Regions from separate parts of the Mus musculus genome. Here all the other regions are linked to region 2. A link is a contact called in public promoter capture Hi-C data. All regions are on one chromosome and are shown on one strand. Each heading gives the region's core, a stretch centred on a gene start, on an enhancer-like site or on the middle of the called end of the contact. The rest is flanking DNA. Distances are from core to core; before and after follow the strand shown. Region 1 holds the start of Nt5m (5',3'-nucleotidase, mitochondrial). Region 2 holds the start of 2410006H16Rik (RIKEN cDNA 2410006H16 gene). Region 3 holds the start of Srebf1 (sterol regulatory element binding transcription factor 1). Region 4 holds the start of Flcn (folliculin).

Evidence for each region. Promoter capture Hi-C pulls out the DNA fragments that hold promoters and counts their contacts. Capture Hi-C pulls out chosen DNA fragments and counts their contacts.
Region 1: a contact with region 2 is called in a promoter capture Hi-C map of liver, with 5 times the contacts expected there. The contact joins the promoter of Nt5m here to the promoter of 2410006H16Rik in region 2.
Region 3: a contact with region 2 is called in a promoter capture Hi-C map of liver, with 5 times the contacts expected there. The contact joins the promoter of Srebf1 here to the promoter of 2410006H16Rik in region 2.
Region 4: a promoter capture Hi-C map of liver shows a contact between it and region 2, with 4 times the contacts expected there. The contact joins the promoter of Flcn here to the promoter of 2410006H16Rik in region 2. A contact is called at or near these places in 2 of 39 promoter capture datasets (liver and pre-B cells) and 1 of 9 other capture datasets (liver).

What each region holds. Positions count from the first base shown.
Region 1 is chr11:59,846,353-59,849,892 of GRCm38.p6, reverse strand. It overlaps Nt5m (5',3'-nucleotidase, mitochondrial), which reads right to left and starts at 1,820. Exons shown (of 5, transcript NM_134029.2): 1 at 1,521-1,820. The coding sequence starts at 1,763. It also overlaps a transcript of Cops3 not described here.
Region 2 is chr11:62,600,996-62,604,159 of GRCm38.p6, reverse strand. 2410006H16Rik (RIKEN cDNA 2410006H16 gene) reads right to left here and starts at 1,283. Exons shown (of 5, transcript NR_030738.1): 1 at 1,137-1,283; 2 at 878-925; 3 at 514-563. Snord49b (small nucleolar RNA, C/D box 49B) reads right to left here and starts at 1,074; the gene lies at 1,012-1,074. Snord49a (small nucleolar RNA, C/D box 49A) reads right to left here and starts at 700; the gene lies at 639-700.
Region 3 is chr11:60,218,977-60,222,527 of GRCm38.p6, reverse strand. Srebf1 (sterol regulatory element binding transcription factor 1) reads left to right here and starts at 1,901. Exons shown (of 19, transcript NM_011480.4): 1 at 1,901-2,075. The coding sequence starts at 1,985.
Region 4 is chr11:59,808,301-59,811,554 of GRCm38.p6, reverse strand. It overlaps Flcn (folliculin), which reads left to right and starts at 1,516. Exons shown (of 13, transcript NM_146018.2): 1 at 1,516-1,895. Gm16062 (predicted gene 16062) reads right to left here and starts at 1,475. Exons shown (of 2, transcript NR_045686.1): 1 at 1,294-1,475.

The DNA of each region.
Region 1 (3,540 bases), core at 571-3,070, 2.8 Mb after region 2:
CTCCTTACTACCCCGTGATGTGATGATGGCAGGATGGCAGGTCTCCTTGTGTGCAAGGAGGAAACAGGAGCATCTTCCCACAGCAAGATAAGGGAATGGAGAGAGTGCTGAGTGAAGTCCTGAGGCAATGTGCTGTCACTGACATAGGCAGAGCTGTGTCAGCACCCCAGAACCTCAGACCCATGAAGGAAGGGCAAAGCCCCACCCCCATCCCCTGGCATGAAGAAGCCTTCCTCTGGTCCAAGTATAGAATTTGACAGTATATGCAGAGAATGGCCACTCTAGCTTTCCCCCTTGAATGTTTCCCCCCTGCAGACTGCCTCCCCTGTTTCGTTACACCTCTGTCCCCATCCCTGCCCATCCGTATACACCCGCCTTTCTGTTGATCCCTACAAACACCCTGGGCTTCCAAGAGTGCTGTGGTTTCTCCAGAAAAGAGCCCAGCTCTCTGTGTGTCTTTTTCTTCATGACCTCACTGCCTTCAGTCCTGGAAGACTGTGAAGAACGAGATGTTACAAACCTGATAAGTTAAAAAACAAAAACAAAAAACACTCCTCTGACCATCAAGCACTATAGCCCCTAGACAACCAAGTGAGAAACGCTGGAGTTTCTAAGTTTATGCTGAGCAAATCCCCCTATTCCTTTCATAGAATAGTTTAAGTCTCCAAATTACACTTTACCAAAAAGCCTGGATCTCTGTCTAGCCATGAGGGATGGGAAGGTTGGGGGAGTGGTGCCCAAGGTCTTACCAAAAACCTTACACTGGTCAAGAGGGAAGTTTCACTCTTCCCAGTCCGACTCCCCATGTGACACTCTGCAAGTCACATTCTCTAGCATACAGTATCACTCAAAGTTATGCTTCCATGGGGTAAAAGAGGATGGCAAAGACACTCCTGTCAATTTCATTGGGAGGGATAGCCATGTCTGGGTAAGAGACTGAGAATGCTCGGTTTTGTTTTTTGTTTTTGTTTGTTTTTAATGTAACCAATTATCTGAGGCCAAACACACCAAGAATTTAAAATTCAAGCCCAGCATGGCTTGCAGTCTCAGCTTCTTGAGAGACTATAAAACAGGAGGATCAAAAATTTAGGCCTCCCTAGGCTACACAGTGAATTAGTTCAAGGGCAGCCTAGGGAAGCTAGTGAGAATGAAGGACAAAGTACAAAGTAAGAGGATGGGAGATGTAGGTCAGTGGTTGGGAGCCTGTCTAGTCTACAGAGGTCTGGGTTCAATCTCCAATATTTAGAAGAAGTGGATACTGAAGGGCAGCGGCAGGAGAGAGGAAGAGAGGGGAAAAGGGAGTCCAGCTGGGAAGGGGGATTAAGGAGATAGCTGGAAACCCAGCAACAGCTGAATGGTTGGTCCCTCTAGCCCTGTAGCCCTAGTCCTCCCAGGATCCGTGTGGTACCAAAGAACCCGCCAAAGGTCATTGGAGGAGTCGAGCTGGCTTGGGGCTGGACAGCTGCGGCCTCAGTTTCCCCTCCCCGCGGGGCACGGCTGCGGGGCCGGCTGGTGCTCACGCTTAGCCCAGGCTGTAGCCGTCCGTACTGCTCCGACACCCAGAAGCCGCGCCGGTCCTCCAGCGCCACGAAGGGCAGGTCGGGGAAACGCGCGCGGAACTTCCGGAGGAAGCCGCCCTCAAAGTCCGCCAGCACGCCGTCCATGTCCACCAGCACCCGCAGGGCGCGGCTGCTCGCCCGGCTCCGCTCGGCCCGTAGCGGGGCACCGCGGGGACGCGCACAGCAGCCGCGCAGCCTATGCATCGCCCCGCTCCTCGCCCGGGGCCCGCGGCAGACGCAGCCTCCACCGCGGACACGGACGCGCAGGCTCCGGCCCAGAGCGAGGCCGGCGCGCAGCCCCGCCGCCCTTAAAGGGACATGCGCCCAGAGAAGGTGAGCGCGACGTGGGTGCTGATCGCCCTGGGACATCCAGTCCCAGGTTACAGCCGCCTGTGAAAGCCAGACTGGAGCACTCTTCCTACTGAGGCAGTGGTGGATGGAGGAGCTCACCACCGGAGGAACAAATCCTTAGGTATTTATTGAGCGCTTACTTCGTTGAGCTCTGAGCCCAACAAAGTTCCAGCCATCCCGGATTATGGGTACAGGTTTTTAAACAGCTTGTCATTCCCAAGTATAGACAGGGAGGATTTCAGGTTTTAGGTACAGGTAAAGGCAGATACACCTGCTGTGTGTGATCCTCTTTGTTCATAGATGCTGAATGTTTGCAACCATAACCTTATAAAATTTAAAGCTATCAGAGGTGTAACCTTCAAATCTATAAAGGTTCTAAAAAAAACAGATGCTCTGTGTCCATCCTAACATCACTGGATTCAATAGTGAATCTCCAAATATGTCTGTAAATTTGTTACTGTGCTTCATGTTATTAAAAAAAAAGGAATTAGTAGGTAGAAAAAATATTTTAAAGGATGCAAACATGAAGGTATTTTTGGTAAAGAAAGGTCTCTGTATGTTAAATCTTGGTCCTTCCTGATCTAGATTCCCAGCACCCTGCTGGCTGCTCACAATCCTCTCAACTCTGAACACAGGGGATGCATACAGCACCCTCTGCTGGCCTCCATGGGCACATGTGGTGCACAGACATACATATTGCCAAAACGTGGGGAGAGAGAGAGAGAGAGGGAGGGAGGGAGGGAGGGAAAGAGAGACAGACGGATACACAGGATGTTTGTAAAGATTTTTTAAAAAGACTCTGTCCTAAAGAGAAGAGGGATGGCTGGATGTTTCCAAAATAAGAAAGATAAAGACAAAGCTAGAAAGCTCATGTCCCAAAAGGCCAAGCAAGTTACATGGGAGGACCAGACAATCTGTTGTGAGATTATGTTTTCTGGAAATGACAGAAAAACTTCCATAATAATATGGCTGCCTAAATAAGACCACAACAAGGAACCACCACTGATAGACATGCTAACATGGAAGAGAGACAGTGCTCACAACAGTCTGTAGCTTCAGTTTCTGGAGATTCAACACCTTCTTCTGGCCCCCTCAGGCACCAGGCAAGTGTGTTATACCCATACATACATTCAGGAAAAATAAATATCTTTAAAGAAACTCACCCTCCTTGTCATCTATGAACTTCATTCTCTAAGTTCATGAGACAAGAATCTAGAGGCACTGACTCAGTAAAAGCTTTGTGACTATTGTGGACGCCCGATTCGCCAGCAAGGAAGACACCACAACAGGATTCTTCTGCACAGGTTTATTGGAAGAGCTTGATAGCGAAGCCAAAAGACCCCAGCCCCAAAACTGGCGCTGCTTATATAGGCCTAGGAGTGGCGTGTCTATACCTGATTGGTTGTGCTTTCAGTGCCTCATTTACATTCCCCGGGATGGGCTTTGATTTGGTGAGAAACCCTTATGCACATGCGCACAATGGTTGTTTACCTGAACTTACGGGCGGTGGCCAGCGGTGGCCAGCGCCATCTTGTAATGGCGTATGTGACTTCCCACAACTATGAGCTGCTGGAACCCTATCCTGAGGTAAGCCCACCGGGGCTAGAGGGCTTGGCACAGTCAAGGGTCT
Region 2 (3,164 bases), core at 34-2,533:
CAACTGGGTTCAATTGTAAGACCACATTAACTGAAAATTTTAAGACCCAAGTTAATGGACTAGAAGGTCTAAGTTCTTAGAAGACCAGGTTTGACTGCCAGCACTAATTGTGGCTCACAACCACCTAAGTCCGGTGCCATTTTTTTCTAGCATCAAGACAGCAAACACACACAAAAATGGCTCTATAGGGGGCTGGAGATGGCTCTGTGGTTAAGAGCACCGACTGCTCTTCGGAAGGTCCGGAGTTCAAATCCCAGCAACCACATGGTGGCTCACAACCATCCGTAATGAGATCTGATGCCCTCTTCTGGTGCATCTGAAAACAGCTACAGCGTACTTAGATATGATAAATCTTAAAAAAAAAATGGCTCTACAGTAAGAGCTGTGCACTGTTGCCTTACTTAACCACCCCCATCAGCTACAACCAGTATTGAGTACAGGCAAAACTGATGCTCATACATGAACACTCTAGCTCAAATCAAAACGGTCTAAAATCCCAAGCTGAAAGCTTACCTCATGGGAGGCCACAGCTGTTGGCAATCTTCCACTCTTAAATCCCCAACCTAGAAGTACAGCAGTTGTTAAAAGTCCAGCCCAAGTTAAACCTAAACCCCAGCCACCGGTGTGGGCTTGACTGCAGTCAGCCAGGAGCAGTTATCGTCAGTTATCGACTCTGACGGCACTTCCTACTTAGTCATCTCATCACAGCAGTCAAGCTTTCTGCTGTCCTCCAACTAGTAGTTCCAGCCACTAAATGGAGACACGTCTTAAATTTATGTATGTGCCCACATGGGCCAGGGTATGTTGGGAGTCCCTGGAGCGAAAGCTACACAGCCTCTTGTCTATGAACCCCACCTGATACTCCAGAAACCCTTACCTCATGGTGGGATGATACTGCTCCTATTCCACGTTGTCAACGTCCCGTCTGAAAGGTTAGAAGAGTAAGAGTCATGAGGGGCAATTAGAACACTTGTGTTCAGCACTGGGTCGCCGAGGCTTAAACGACTGCAGTCAGCTAACTAGGGATGTCGTCAGTTGTCGCATCGGACGGCACTTCCTTTTTTTTCTAGTTTCATCATCATTGCAGCCGACACCCCGCCCACGCGCGGCGCCCCGCGATGCAGACCTCGACTTACCAGGCTCCCCTAGATCTGTGCAGCGCACAAGGCGGAGCTGAGAGGCTGGGCCCGGGCTCAGCATCGCTCCAGACCGTCACCAGCAGGCCACGGCGAAGGGACCAGCTCAACGAGCGAGAAGAGCACGATCCCATGATGGCCGCAGAGAAAGACGGCGCGTGAGCGCCCTCCTCTTAAGGGCTAGGAATAGACCACTCCTCACCCCAGGGAGGTGAGGGCGGCAAAGGCTCACGGGAACTTCCAGCGGCCCGCCTCGCGACCCAGGCCTCCCCCGTTCTGTTGAGCGAGTGGTCTCCCCCGCCCCGGGGGATTCTGGGTAGCGAAGAGCGCGCGAGCTCCAGCGCGCCTGCGTGTTGGGTTAAGCGCGGACTCGACATCCTTTCCGCGGTTTTCCGTCCTCGTTGTCTTCCCTGACTTATTAGTCCTTTGTGAACGTGTGTAGTGTGTGAAATGTGTAGTCAGACCTGACAGTGCAGGCCTGTAATCGTAATCGATTAGGAACCCGACGCAAGAATTCGAGTCCAGCCTGGGCAATTTAATGAGCCCCTGTCTCTATTTTAAATTTAAAAAAAAAAAAAAAAAAGCGGGCCTATATAATCTAACTGGGTGGTGGAGAGCCTGGCTCATCTACGCTAACACACACGAAACCGCGTTCAAAGACAAACGCTGTTACAAAAGTGTAATGATTGGGGCCGTTCTGCACCCCATTATTTTTACAACATATCCACGGAGTCTCTCAAGGCCCTATGCAGACGGCCCTCATCACATTCCTTAGAGAACTGTAGAATCAAGAAGAGCTCTTGATCCATTTCCATTGCCCCCTGCTCTTTCCACTTCTGACTGGAGAGACTTGCATCGGGCATAGGTAATAGAAAACTGCTAATGCTATGCCTTCAGTATATGAGTATGTTTGATTTTCTCAAGGGTTGGGGATGCAGTGTTTCCCTAGCAAACATGAAGTTCTGAGCTCCATCCCCAGCACCTCATAAACTGGACATTGTGACAAACTCCCAAGCTCTGGGTATGTGGAGGCAGCAGAATCAGAAGTTCAAGGTCATCTTCAGCTATGAGGTCAGCCTGGGATATGTGAACCTGAAGACTAGAGTAGGGTTCTTGTGAGTTCAAGACCAGCCTGGCCTACGGAATGAAATCCTGTCTCAAAACACCTCAGTGCAAAATCTGTTGAGCTAGTATATATGATATGCTGGGTTCTACCCAGCAACACACACATAAGTGCTTGCATGCACTTCTTATGCAAATAGGCTGAGGAGGCAACTCATTTTGACAGAACTAGACAGGTGGTCATGAGACTGCAATCTTGGTGGTCTGAGGAATAAACAGAATTTTGATGGAGGGAGGGAAGTCCAGGCCAAAACATTCTTAAAGGGAATAAGATAATTTCCCTTGGAGCCAAATATGCTTGACCATGGCCAGGAACACAAGATTCATGGGTCCCCAAATACCATGTTCTATATTGGAAGTGTCTTGGGTTTTTGTTTGCTTGGTTGGTTGGTTGGTTTTGGTTTGGTGCCGTTTTCGAGACAGGTGCTGTTTTCTGTGTAGCACTGGCGGTCCTGGAACTTGCTCTGTAGACTAGGCTGATCTTGAACCTGGAGATCTGCCTGCCTCTGCCTCTCGAGTGCTGGGATTACAGGCATGTGCCACCACCATTGCCTAACTTGTTACAGAACAAGGAAAGTCATTTGGTGGGGACCTCAATTGGCAAGTTACAGTAAAGATGAGGACTCTGTTGTAGGTTTCAGGTGCTGCCCAATGATGTTTTTAGCTTTTGAATGTGTGGAAATTAGTGGCCTGTCAAGAATAGTAATATAAGGTTTTCATAGTCACAAGGATGTTAACTCGGGGGCAAGGGATATGGATGGCTTCAAAGGGACCAAAAATAGTCCAAAATAATTTAGCTCTGGTTTGAACACTAATTTCAATCTTGAGTCATTTGGCCTTGAATCTTTAACAGAGGTGCAGCTCTCCCTTGCCCTCCCCCTTCTGGGAGTTTCAAGTTGCAGAAAC
Region 3 (3,551 bases), core at 652-3,151, 2.4 Mb after region 2:
CACAGGTAACTGTCGGTCGGGCTGAGACCCCGCCCTTCCCAGGCTCCCCAGACCAGCTTGTGTGCTGAGCGTCAAAGAGCCCAGCAAGGCAATCCAGAGAGCTTTGGTTGGAGGTCTGGGGTGTTAGACATTAGTTTTCCAAGCTTTCCGCACAGGGTAAAGATGCCCCTTGGCTGCTGTCCTAGTAAACCAATCTGTGGAGCAGAGATTTGTGTTGATCTGATCTCCCACCTTGGGCTTGGTTTTTCTTTCCTTGTCTTCCTTCCTTTCTTTTTCTTTCTTGCTTTTCGAGACAGGACAGTAGCCCTAGCTCTTGCAGCCATGAAATGTGTATTTGTGGATCTGTACACTTTACACAGTTCCAGAACAAGGCAGATCTGTTGTGATGTCCCCAAACACCTTGCCCTTTCCTGCAGAGACAGCTCTAGTAAGTTGACTGGGGAAAACCAGTGAGCCCAGCTACACATCAGGTGTGGTGCTGGTTCAGCTGACCTCTGAGTCCTTCTGGCTGGGACAGGCTATTTGAGTTTTCAGAAAACCGGGTGTCTTCTGATGGTGGGACATGGCAGGGTGACCCCAAAGCAAGGGCTCCATGTGCGTTTTATAGCCCTGCCAACTCCTGTGTAATTTTCTAGCAGCTCCTCTGAGAAAGGAACAAAAATGTGTCCTGGTGAAGCCCAGGCACACCCTCCCTCCTTGCCCCAACTAACTCTATTGGTTGGGAGGTGAAAGCAGCCGAGGTATCTGCAGTCTGAGCAAGGCAGCTTCTGGGCGGCCTGGGGCCCTGACCCTCCCTGGTTGACTCGTAGGTTCTGCCGTTGCCTCCCAACTTGCATCACCTGTGGGCCAGAATGGTCTATTCAATCCACGCCGAAGAACCTCTCCTCCCTCCCTTGCTTTACCTGTTCCTAAGTCACAGGGCCCAGGGTTCACTTTTCAGTCTTTATTCAGGCACCTGGCCTGGCCCCAGGTCACATATGACCCAGTAGCTGGGCTCAGGTCCTCAGGACCTCTGTTACAGAATTCTTTCTTTTTTTTCTTTTTTCTTCTCTCTTCTCTTCTCTTCTCTTCTTTCTTTTTGGTATCTTGAGACAAGGTTTCTTTGTATTGCCCAGGCTGTCCTGAAACTCACTCTGTAGATCATGCTGGCTTCGAACTCAGAAACCTACCTGCTTCTGCCACCCAAGTGCTGGGATTAACAGAGTGTGCCACCATGCCTGGCTCACAGAATCCCTTCTTGACTTTGAGATTCACACTTTTTCTAGATCCTTTTGGAGACACAAGTCATTCTATAGGAGTAGTACGAGCCCACTGGCCCTTCAGGTCCTCTCTGCTCCAATGGTAGGACTGATAGGATTAAGACAAGATCAGAAGTTCCAGCCACCCCCTCCTCCTGCAGGTTCTGCCTGAGAACTCTTCTCCTCTGGAGGCCCACTTCTAGACTTCTAAGCTGAGAGGGTGGACAGGTCTTATGGGCCATGCTTCTCTAACCTCTCAGCTGGCTCATAGATAATTGGACCCTGGCTACAGATGAGGAAAACAGAGGCACATAGTGGAGGGGCCCCACTGCAGGCCTGTATCTGCTGTATTTTGGACCCAGGACTGTCTGGTTCTAAACAGCAAGACTAGGAAGTGAGTTTTCTGTTCTCTGCTCCCACCCTCATGCTGGGCCCCCCATCCCTGGCCCTTTAATCTAACGATGTCTGGGCTGGGTCTAGTCCTGTGGCTTCCATTCGGTCCCTCCCTTGGCCTGATACAGAAGAAGCCAAGGCCCAGTGCCTGTGCACCCGCAGGAGATTGCTAGAAACCAGGCTCGGGCAGGCAGTCTCAACCCGCTAGGCGAGCTGTCAGGATGCAGGCTGGTGGGCGGGGCTTGATGGGAAACCCCGCCCCTCCGCTCAGGTGGCTCCGCCCGCGGAACCCAGTTTCCGGGGAACTTTTCCTTAACGTGGGCCTAGTCCGAAGCCGGGTGGGCGCCGGCGCCATGGACGAGCTGGCCTTCGGTGAGGCGGCTCTGGAACAGACACTGGCCGAGATGTGCGAACTGGACACAGCGGTTTTGAACGACATCGAAGGTGCGTGTCCCGGGGCTCCGGCGCGGCCTGTGCAGGGTCGCACGTCCGGCGAGGGCGCTTGGCCGGGAACTTTGGCGCGTGCGCACTGCGCGATCTGGCGCCTGAGATCTAGGGTTGAGCTTTCCGGACCGCAGTGGGCTAGGTTTCTGGACACGCTGAGTATCCACTCAACTTCAAGCCTGGTCCTGTGTACAGTTCACAGGCCGACCCGGGGTTTCTCATTTCTTGAGTTCACCAAAATTCCCAAGAAAGTCCACGAACCGATATTTGCATTTACCTTGGCTTGCAAGCATCTGGCTACTTTGGATTGAGGTCAGGGAGGTCTCTTTGAGTGCACTAGAGCTAAGGAGCAGCCCCCTCACCGGAAAGGAAAGATACTTTTTAGGCGGAGGGGGAGGCAAAGGCCCTTTAGGCGGGACCTGAGTTTGAGGAATTGGAAATCTGATAGAAGAGAGAAGGTGCTCTCTAGAATATTTTTCAAATTTTGTGATTCTGGGGCAGTAACTCGGATTCTAGAACATATTAACAGGCTTTCTGCGCTGAGCCACACCCCAGGCCACTTAGATCCTTTAAAACATCACTTGAACTCGCTCAGTATGATTCATCTCCCATGTCAACAACAACTACCAATTGGGCGGAGGGAAGGAGTGGCGGCGGATCTGGAGAAGAAAAAAACCCCAGCAAGTCATTGTTACTATAAGATATGTATCCATGTTAGGTGGACTGTTCAACGATCTCTGGTGGCTGTTAGCAGTTTCAAAACATTATATTTCTCTTGCTCGTTTAAGGCTGCTCCACATCCTCCTCCACCCCAGATAATCATGACTGTGTGTCTACAACTACAATGGGGCCTGTGGGATTACAGTAGATTGTGCCCCCTGATGCTCTGTTGATAGACACCTAAGCTGTTTTTTATATCCAACACAGCCTTGGACTGCTGTGCCTACGTCCTCATCAGAGACCTAAATGTGCCATCAAAGCTTGGAGTTACTGCTAGTCACCTGCCGGGCAGTGGTGGCACATGCCTTTAATCCTAGCACTTAGGAGGTAGAGGCAGGTGGACCTCTGAGTTCGAGGCCAGCCAGGGCTACACAGAGAAACCCTGTCTGGGGGGGGGGGGGCGGAGAACAAAAACTGCTAGACACTTAAGAGGAATGAAAGTTTAGAGATATCTTGGCTGACCTGAGATCCAGGCATGGTTAGGAACAGTGAGAGGAGGGATGGGAGGAGGAGAGTACAGTGTTGAGTTGTTAGAAGTTCCCTCTTGGTGTTTGGGTGTCCATCCATCCCAACATGGATAGCCTACACTTATGGAGTACTTGGTGTTAGGTTGAGAATTGCATTGAATCCTTCCGACAGGCCCAGCTGGAAGACATACTTTTATCTTACAAGTAAGAGACCAAAAACAGAGGGTAAATGACATGTCCAAGTCTTGCAGCCACAGCAAGACAGAACTCAGACCCAGGCTGTTGGCTC
Region 4 (3,254 bases), core at 267-2,766, 2.8 Mb after region 2:
TCTGTAGTGACTGCTTTTGGTTGGCTGCCCAAATCCTCTGGTCGCAATACAGGATCCTGGTTCTCAGAGCCATAGTCAGAGCTGACCTGGTTCTTCCTAACATCGCTGTGGGGAGTTGCAACTGGTTTCACTTATATCCTGAGTGGCAGTCTGCTTAAAGCTGTTTTATCCTGCTTAAGTTTGTTAACCCCTAGTTGTCAGGTATCTGCTTTCTTCTTCTGCTGTCTGCTTGCTCTAGTCTTGGAGAAGGGTAGGGAAGAGCCTCGTGGAGGACAGGAGATGACTCACAGTATCAGGAATAATCGGATTGGTAAAAATAAACACACACAAGACAATACCTAACACCATAACTCCACCCTGCACTCCTTAATCTTTACCAGGCAGTAAACAAAGTTATAGAACACAAGTTTGCATATTTTTTTTCCTCCTGCTCCCTCTTCCAACAAAACACGAAAGCTGAAATAGAGAGAAAGGAATCCGATCCCCGTGATTTGAAAAACAAACAGATACCAACTCATCAACTTCTACTCATCTGAAGCTTCCCACTTCCGGATAACCACATTCTGGGCGTCCTCGTGTACACAGCGGAGGCTGGCAGCGCTGGCCGCTGTGTACAGCTGGCAGCGTTAGTTACAGGCTCAAGCCCAGAGCTCTGTTCTCATCTGTCTTCAAGGGCCCATGGTATGCACTAATAGCTTTAAAATTCATTTAAAAAAAGATGTATTTTTTTTTATTATTTTTAAAATGTGAGTACACTGTCACTCTCTTCATGCACACCAGAAGAGAGCATTGGATCCCATTATAGATGGTTGTGAGCCACCATGTGGTTGTTTGGAATTGAACTCAGGACCTCTGGAAGAGCAGTTAATGCTCTTAACCGCTGAACCATCTCTCCAGCCCTTAAAATCCTTTTTTTTTCTTTTCTTTCTTTCTTTTTGGTTTTACAGGGTTTCTCTGTGTAGCCCTGGCTGTCCTGGAACTCATTCTTTAGACCAGGCTGGCCTGGAATTCAGAAATCCATCCGCCTGCCTCTGCCTCCCAAGTGCTGGGATTAAAGGCGTGCGCCACCACTGACCGGCTTAAAATTAATTTTTAAGTAGCTAAATAATATTCCATCCCTCATCCCCAAACGGGAAATCAAACCCAGGGCTTAGAGAAAACAACCCCACAATCCACGAACTGTTTTGAAAGCTAGTTTGCAAAGATAGGGCCGGCTCAGGGCAAGACTGAGCCGTGCACATGCGTGGTCCTGCTTCGCTCTGTACCCTCCTCCCTCCCAGGACCTGTCCGTACCTTCCACTTCTCTCGAAGGGGAGACGGTTTCTCTGATCTGCAACTTTACAGGCAGGGAGTGGAGTCCCAAGAACTCCCAGAATCCAGAGGAAATTTTCCGCAAATCTTTCCTCTTCGGTAGGGACAGGGCATGGACTGACTAATTCTCTCTGACTTTTTTGAAATGTCAGTTTTGACGTCACCCCTGCAGAATGGCTTCTCTCGGCGGCCGGAACCATCTACGCTTTTCCGCGGGGCGACTTGCCGCGCCGAGGGGCGCGCGTGGCCGAGGGGCTTGGATTCCTTGCCTGGAGGAGCATTACGTGACACAGCAAGGCTCCGCACATCCTAGTCGCCTGCGGGGGACGCAACGCTGCTCGCTCCGGCTAGTCACTGGCGTTGCCTGCCCTCTGCCGGCCTGCGGATGGTTCGGTCCGGCTGGGTCACGCGCTAAGGCTCAGTGCAAGGGCCTGCGGAACGGGCTAGCACTTGCCGAGGGGCAGAACAGTGGCGACAGCCCCAGGACAGTTGCGAGCGGGTTCCGGCCCAGCATCCGGGAGACGGCGGCAAGCGCCCCAGCTGGGTTGGTGTTGGGCCATAGGGCTGAATGGAAAGCGCGGATGGTAAACACCTGGGAGAGGGAGGTGGCAGGTTCCACCCCCCGTTTGGGGTAATTGCTTTAGTTTGACTGAATACTGTTGGGGACGTCGCCCTGCCAGTCAACCTCCGTTTTCTAGCAGGATGGCCGTCTGAGGACAGGGCAGGCAAGACACCTCATTTCTCTCCACTCTTAACAGGGTAACTCGTCCTCATGCGTTGGAAGAAATGGTTAGCCCTGGGATTAGCCAGTGGATCGCCGTTGAGGTCACAAGTGGCCCATAACAGTAGGGGGCCAGGAGGACCTACTGCAAGTATAGGGTGAATTTCCATTTCTCGGGGGTGGGGGTGGGGAAGCCTGGTACCACCCATGGTGTCCGGCAGAGAGAAAGACTACAGCTAGTGTATTGCTGGCAGTGCCGAGCTATCATAGTTGTCATTAAACAGTAGAGAGGACATGGCACGTGACAGTGTTTGCTCTGCTAGTGTCAAGTGACTGGGTGCTCTTTAAAGGAAGTCCTGCTGAAGTTGGCAGTAGTAGAGAGGGGAGTGGTTCTAAGTTGGAGATAAAGTTCCCTGCTGAGTTTCTTACCCACTCTATACTAGCTAGTGTAGTAGGGGGATCAGTGAGTTTCCTGTGGGAGACAGTTACAGCTCCTGCTGACTTCCGTGGAGATCCTTGTAACCCCTTGTTTGCCTACAAGGCACTCTTAGTGGCCTGGTGCTGTGAGAAGACAAGAAATAGAGATGAGGAAAAACTAGGGCACACCAGGGAAGGATGGTGTGGGTCTCGTTTGCCAGGCTTGTGGTTCAGACAGCGGGAGCAAATCTCGTACATGCACAGCCTGCCTCTCAAAGTATGACGCTGAGGAGACTGTCTTCAGCTCGAAAGGTTACTAGGAAAGGGTGGTTAGGCACACTCCCAGAAGCCGGCTCCTGTGGTAGAAGAATGTGGTAGACATTGGGATTGGGAGAGTAACAGAAGACCTAGGCTCCTTCCTCACCGGAATTCAGACGCCATATGCAATCCCGTCAGAGAAGCCTGTTGCCCAGTGCCCAGGAGGATTTCCAGAGGATAAGTGACAGTTGGTGTTACGGGCTGGGAAGGATTAGAAACTCAGGTAGTAGGTTTCTCGGTGGCTGCAGAATGGAGTGTCATGTAGGTTCCATTACAGTCTTCCAGGGGCTGCCTGGGCTGAGGAATGAGTAACCAGAAGATTCGAAACTCTTGTTGGACAAACCCCCTTTTTTTCTTTTTTAAAGATTTATTTATTTATTTATACACTGTAGCTGTCTTCAGTCAGCACCAGAAGAGGGCATCGGATCCCGTTACAGATGGTTGTGAGCCACCATGTGGTTGCTGGGAGGTGAACTCAGGACTTCTG